Linked DNA regions of Mus musculus: region 1 is linked to region 2. The links are chromatin contacts, called in public promoter capture Hi-C maps. All regions are on one chromosome and are shown on one strand. The core of a region is the stretch at or near the end of the contact, and the rest is flanking DNA. Distances in the headings are between cores, read along the strand shown. Region 1 overlaps Gm29916 (a long non-coding RNA gene). Region 2 overlaps E2f7 (E2F transcription factor 7).

Region 1 (2,787 bases), core at 64-2,563, 320 kb before region 2:
GTCACAGCGTCTAAGAATGAGACCACACTTGGGGAAAGAATTATTAAAATCCCTTGCTCTCCTTGACTCCTGCTCATCTCAAAACAGGACCTCAATTTTCTATTGAGGCCTTGGAAAAACAACCACACAAGGGTTTATAAAGGTCCCCATGGTATCTCACATGTTCCTAGGCAGGGCTAGTCTCTAACTCACAGTAGGAGTCAGTTTCCATTCTTTCTATGCCAATGGACACGCCCACCTTTGCATCTAGGAAGAGCTGGTCCATGATGTCCTGTTACCGCTTAGTGCATGCTCTCATGTGTCTCCTATGTTCCGTTGGCTACTCAGACTTGATGCTTTAGATTACAGGAGACCCCTGGCTCCTGGGTCTGCATTACACAGTGACATTTGCAAACCGTTTCTCTCCTTGTAGACGCTCACCCATTGGTTATCATCTTACCATGTTTGGGGGGAAGAACTCTTGGCTTTTAACTTAGATTTCTAGCTGGCAACCAAAATGTGAGTTTTCAGGGTCTGATCTAATGGCAAACAGAGGGGAGAGCATCATGTGGTAATCAGAATCGTCCCTCTAGTTCCACATCTCCTTCCTTTTCCCGTCTCGATTCTCCCTGGCTCTGCAAACAGACTGCCTGAAAATGCACCATACTGCTCACCAGAAAACCACGAGGTAAACTAGAACTCGTGGAAAGAAGCTATCTGTGTAGGGGGATCAACTGATAAAACCTTCAGAGGGTGAAGAAGATTTGCAAAGTTTCTTATCTCACAGACTAATTATCATTTCTTTGGGCTAGCCTTAGTTCCCCGAGTAGCCATTTCTTGCTCACCCCTGTACTGTAATTAACAACCTGTCACTATAGATAACATTTTAGCATGCATTAACTTAGTAAACTACTGGTTTCTACCAACTAAAGAGCTAAGATCACCATCAGATAGTGTTTGAGGCCTGTAGAAGAGTCTCCCCCCATCTCGCTGTAACCACCGCTCCAATGTCTCCACCAAGTATTTTTAAATGGCCTTGACTTATGACATCCTTTGTTCTGCTACTGTAAAGCTTCATGAAACTGCTTCCACACTGGGAACATGGCATCTGGGGGCAATCCAGCTTCACGTTTCCAAGGGCTTGGTCACTCTAGTTTGGCTCCAGAATAAACTCTCTCATTCCTTTTTTGAGGCGAGAGCTGTGCAGTTTTGTGCATCGACTTCAATGGAAGGATCCAAATTCCACCTGTGTTCTGAGTGGGACTCCCTCCAATACCAAGTCAGGAAAGCAGGAAGAGGGCACAGTGAACTCCACTTCCCGTTTCCCTGGCCCTGCCTCCCGGCTGCAGCTGCCCCACCCCCAACACAGCTATAGACCATAAGTTTCACTGGAAACCAGAAGCTCATCCAGTTATCTCTGTATGGAACAACTTCCTGGTGCAATAAAGATTTGGGGGCCACTCCCTTTCTCGTATTCAGATTGCCTTTCTTGTCTCCTCCTTATTCTAATTCCAGCAAAGCATGTGTGTGTGTGTGTTGTATAGCTCCTGCCAGACACAAAGAGGAAATAACTATCTCTGTGTTGGATAAGAAGAGGAACAATGGTTACACCATCAGATGGGAATGCCAGGTGCAGAAATAGTTTGCAATAGTTTATTTAGCTAACAAAGCTAGAGGAGGCATGGATTTCAAAAGCCTTCTGTCTCTTATATTTTGTTTATATTAATGGGCACTTTGGTGGCTGTTGTTGGCAGAGGCAGCTAGCCTCTGAATGACCAACTGTTATAGTCCTACCCAAAGTTATTGGCATCTGGCTCTTGCCTGCAACCCGTCTTGATACCCTATCTCTAGTTAGAGTGATGAAGAGGCCAGAGTAAATTCTCGTGAGTTTTTAACACTGTGGATTCACGACATGCACCAGTGGCATAACTCATGCAGGTAAGTAAAAATTATTCATCTGCCTAGATAAGGTTAGAAATTACTTATTCGGGGACCGCCGACTCTAAATATCAATGATGGCCCGTTTGTACTGTGTGGGAAAGCCACAGATGCAGGCAGTAAACTTCAACAGCGCTTTTACAGGCCAACCGGCATTAAGCCACTTGTACTTTGACCCGAATTCCTTCCAAGGTGCGATTTCATTGTTCATTTAACAGATCACGGGAGCAAGAACCCTTTGCGAAGGAGGGGAAGGATGGCTTGAGCCACTCTTATCCCTGCTGAGGAGGAAAGGCGCTGTATTAATGACTTCATCATTGAAGAGCTGAATACTTAATGTCCACTCTCGGAAACAGAGAACAATAAAAGCAATTTCACCCGCGCAGACAGCCTTGCTGTCTTCCCCCTTCAGAGGATTAGAAAGGATTATAGCGTTACCAGATAAGGGCAATCTGAATCCTCTAACTAGAGAGAACAGATAATGTTCTCTGAATTTCATCAGCGATCTATATTCCCTAAATAGCATCTTAGAGCTGCTTCCTATACAGAAAAATGTTTACTGAATGGAAATTTTATTACCTGGATATTGCATCTGCCGGCATCAAGGGCAACCTTTGTAGATGGAGTCCTTCTGCCTGGTCTGTATCCTTTCATTAATAGATGCAGTCAAATGAGGATTATGGAGTTGTTAAAAATGGAATTGGTATCTTAGACTTTTTTTTTTTTTTTTGTTAGTACCAATTGGGCCATTTTACTCAGGGTTATCAGTTTGATGTAAAGGGTCCATTAAAGGAAAACTAGTTTTTTCTGGTCAAGAAAGGTGAAATCCCCAGCCTTAGTTCAGATCTAAAATAAAGATAAATAAATTAA
Region 2 (2,776 bases), core at 39-2,538:
AAGCCCTCGAGCACAGCTCGCTACCTGCAGGGAGTTCACGAACGCATCCTCCTTATTCTCAATGGGTCTGAACAGCTCCTTTTTCTTCTCCCGGTCTCTTATGTCTGGGCTGGCGGCGCTGATGAGCATCTTCAGGTTGGCTGTGGGTGTCCAGGGCTCCACCTGCGGCTGCCTGTCGACCGGCTTTACTGGAGTAATGGGGTTTCTGTCTGGGGTGAAGATTCTTTGCTTTGACAGGTCGATCGGCTCGTTCTTCATCGGTGTCTTTGGGGTCATCCTTGATCGGTCGACAAATATATTTTCCTATTTAAAGCAAAGAGAACTTTTTAGCAAGGGTCAAGAAAAGGCAGTTGTCTGCTTAAGGGTACAGAGTATGTTCTACTTAGAAATACAGATTAGACCACACATTCAAGGTCGGAAAGAACCAATACTGGATAAATGTATAGAGAGCCCCACAGGCATTGAACAGTGGCTCCAAGGAAACCCATTACATCTGCTACTTTTTTTTGCACATATTTTTTATGAAGTGTTGGTAAGAGAAGTCACAAATGTATCTGTCACCAACAGATGCCTGTAATAGCTGAAATGAAGAAGGCCAACGGAGTCTTTTCCTGCTTCACAGGGCCGTATTTTTCAAAACCCTACTTACAGGTTTGTATTTGCTACTGAAGAATGGTTACACCTTGGTAGTTCTATGTTCAAAATCAACCTATAACAGGACTCGTTAAAGGGAGAACAGCCAACAAAATACCATCGTGAGAGCTGCCTGATGTTTTCTGAGCAGTGTTCCTTCGACCATTCACAGCGAAGGGCCGGTGTTTTGCTTGCTTATATTGCTTTGCATTTCCTGAGTCCTGTGTCCTGCCAAGCGACCCTTATCTCACAGGACTAGTGTGGAGTTTCTACCACGCATGATTTACCCTTTGAGTTTGTCACTTAAATCAACCGACAGCCTCTACAACAAACGAGACCTCCAGTAGTAGGTCATAAGCGTAGATGCTCCAGACGTGGTATCGAATTGCTAGCAAGGTTTTGAAGTGCTCCGTGCCAAAGTTTTGCTTTCCAATTTCTGCAATCTTAAAACAATCTGTGTAGACAATTATAAGAAAGGGTTCAAAAGGAGCCCATGATACAACAAAACAAAAACCCCACAAGAGCACAAAGAGGCAGCATTTGGCTCCACCAAATAACAGAAGCCAATGTCTATCCACTGATTTTCACCGTTCGAAAGCAGGAAGAGTCTGCCCTTCCTCTAGTGGAATTCTCTTCCTGTCAGCAGTGACTCATATAATGAAAGCGGAGGAAGGTTCAACATCTCTCCCTTTTCCTGTACTGTATCAACCACCCTACAGCCACTGTATGCTCTGGTTCTGGCTGATCAGTGCTTCAAACAGTCCTGTCCTGGACAGAGGTAGAAGACTGGGAGAAACTGGTTTCTGGGTCCAAAGGCTCTGGTTGTATAAGTGACAGTGGCCCCCATGGACTCAGAGGGTGTGGCCTTGTTGGAAGACATCATGTGTCAGTGGGGGTGGGCTTTACGGTTTCAGAAGCTGAAGCCAGGCCCAGTAACTCTTCCTGCTGTCTGAAAGCTGGATGTAGAACTCTCAGTTCCCTTCCTAGCACTGTGTCTACCTGCACTCCACCATGCTTCCTGCCATGATAATAATGGACTAAACATCTGAACTGTAAGCCAGCTCTAATGAAAGGCTTTCCTTTGTAAGAGTTACCGTGGTCATGGTGTCTCCTTACAGCAATAAAAACCCTAACTAAGACTCGGGCCAACCACTCTTATTCGTTGGGTCAGCAGAAGCTGCCAGTTAGCTATGGTGACACTCTCTTGTACTATAATGTGCCAGGAAGGAGTGGTGGAGGTGACGAGGTCTCACGCTTTAGCAGAAGGCAGCCATCGATCCTAGAGGGTTGCTCAGATCTGCTAACAAGTTCCTGCTGGTGAGCCATTCTGACCATGCCTACAAGGGAGTTCTCAAGGGAAATGATGAAGTGCGTAACACATGTCACGTCCTGTTTCCTGGACTTGTATCAATTCCTAATCTAACTCTCTGACATAGGTACTGTGATGGTTTGTATATGCTTTGGCTAGGGAGTGGCACTATTAGACTGTGTGGCCTTGCTAGAGTAGGTGTGTCACTCACTGTGAGTGTAGGGTTTAATATCCTACTCCTATCCTAGCTGCCTGGAAGTGAGTCTTCTCTAAAAGACCTGCAGATGAAGATGTGGACCTCTCAGCTCCTCCTGCACCACGCCTGCCTGGATGCTGCCATGCTCCTGCCTTGATGATAACGGACTGAACCTCTGAACCTCTAAGCCAACCCCAATGAAATGTCCTTATGAGAGTTTGCCTCGGTCATGGTGTCTGTTCGCAGCAGTAAAATCCTAACTAAGACAGGTACGATTGTTTACTCCAGTTTATGGATGAAGTTATATAACCTCAGGTATAGAGGTTAAATAAGTTGCTCGGAGTTGCATACAAGAGCCAGTGTGAAAATCTAAGCGCGTGAAAGGCAGCCAAGAGCAGTTTCTTAAAAAAAAAAAAAAAAAAAAATGGCGCATCTACATAGGAGCTCATTCTGGGTGCAAATTAGAAGCAAACTATCTTTTTCTAAGTTCCAGAAAAGGTGCCCAGTAGCGCCTGGAGACGCAACGTGGGGGAGTGGTTATGCACGCAGGATCCCAGGTCAGTAGGCAAGTGCCTCCGGCTTCGATCAACAGGATTTCAGTGCAATGTATTCAGTTGAAAAGAACATCGTTCATAAAA

The links. Capture Hi-C pulls out chosen DNA fragments and counts their contacts.
Region 1: a contact with region 2 is called in a promoter capture Hi-C map of adipose tissue. The contact joins two enhancer-like sites. A contact is called at or near these places in 7 of 39 promoter capture datasets (3T3-L1-derived adipocytes, embryonic stem cells, frontonasal cranial neural crest and 4 more), 7 of 115 datasets of contacts at active chromatin or transcription factors (embryonic stem cells, large pre-B cells and stem cell-derived neural progenitor cells) and 1 of 9 other capture datasets (adipose tissue).

What each region holds. Positions count from the first base shown.
Region 1 is chr10:111,072,812-111,075,598 of GRCm38.p6, reverse strand. Gm29916 (a long non-coding RNA gene) reads left to right here. Exons shown (of 2, transcript XR_380784.4): 2 at 1,172-1,457. Among named protein-coding and RNA genes, the nearest start is that of Gm51781, 7.7 kb to the right of the region's middle. Within about 2 kb of position 1,313, at least 45 of the 459 cell types and tissues checked have an H3K27ac peak or open chromatin away from gene starts, as enhancers often do. A contact at or near this core is called in adipose tissue, where this site is marked.
Region 2 is chr10:110,751,608-110,754,383 of GRCm38.p6, reverse strand. E2f7 (E2F transcription factor 7) reads right to left here. Exons shown (of 13, transcript NM_178609.5): 3 at 25-303. Among named protein-coding and RNA genes, the nearest start is that of E2f7, 7.6 kb to the right of the region's middle. Within about 2 kb of position 1,288, at least 15 of the 459 cell types and tissues checked have an H3K27ac peak or open chromatin away from gene starts, as enhancers often do. A contact at or near this core is called in adipose tissue, where this site is marked.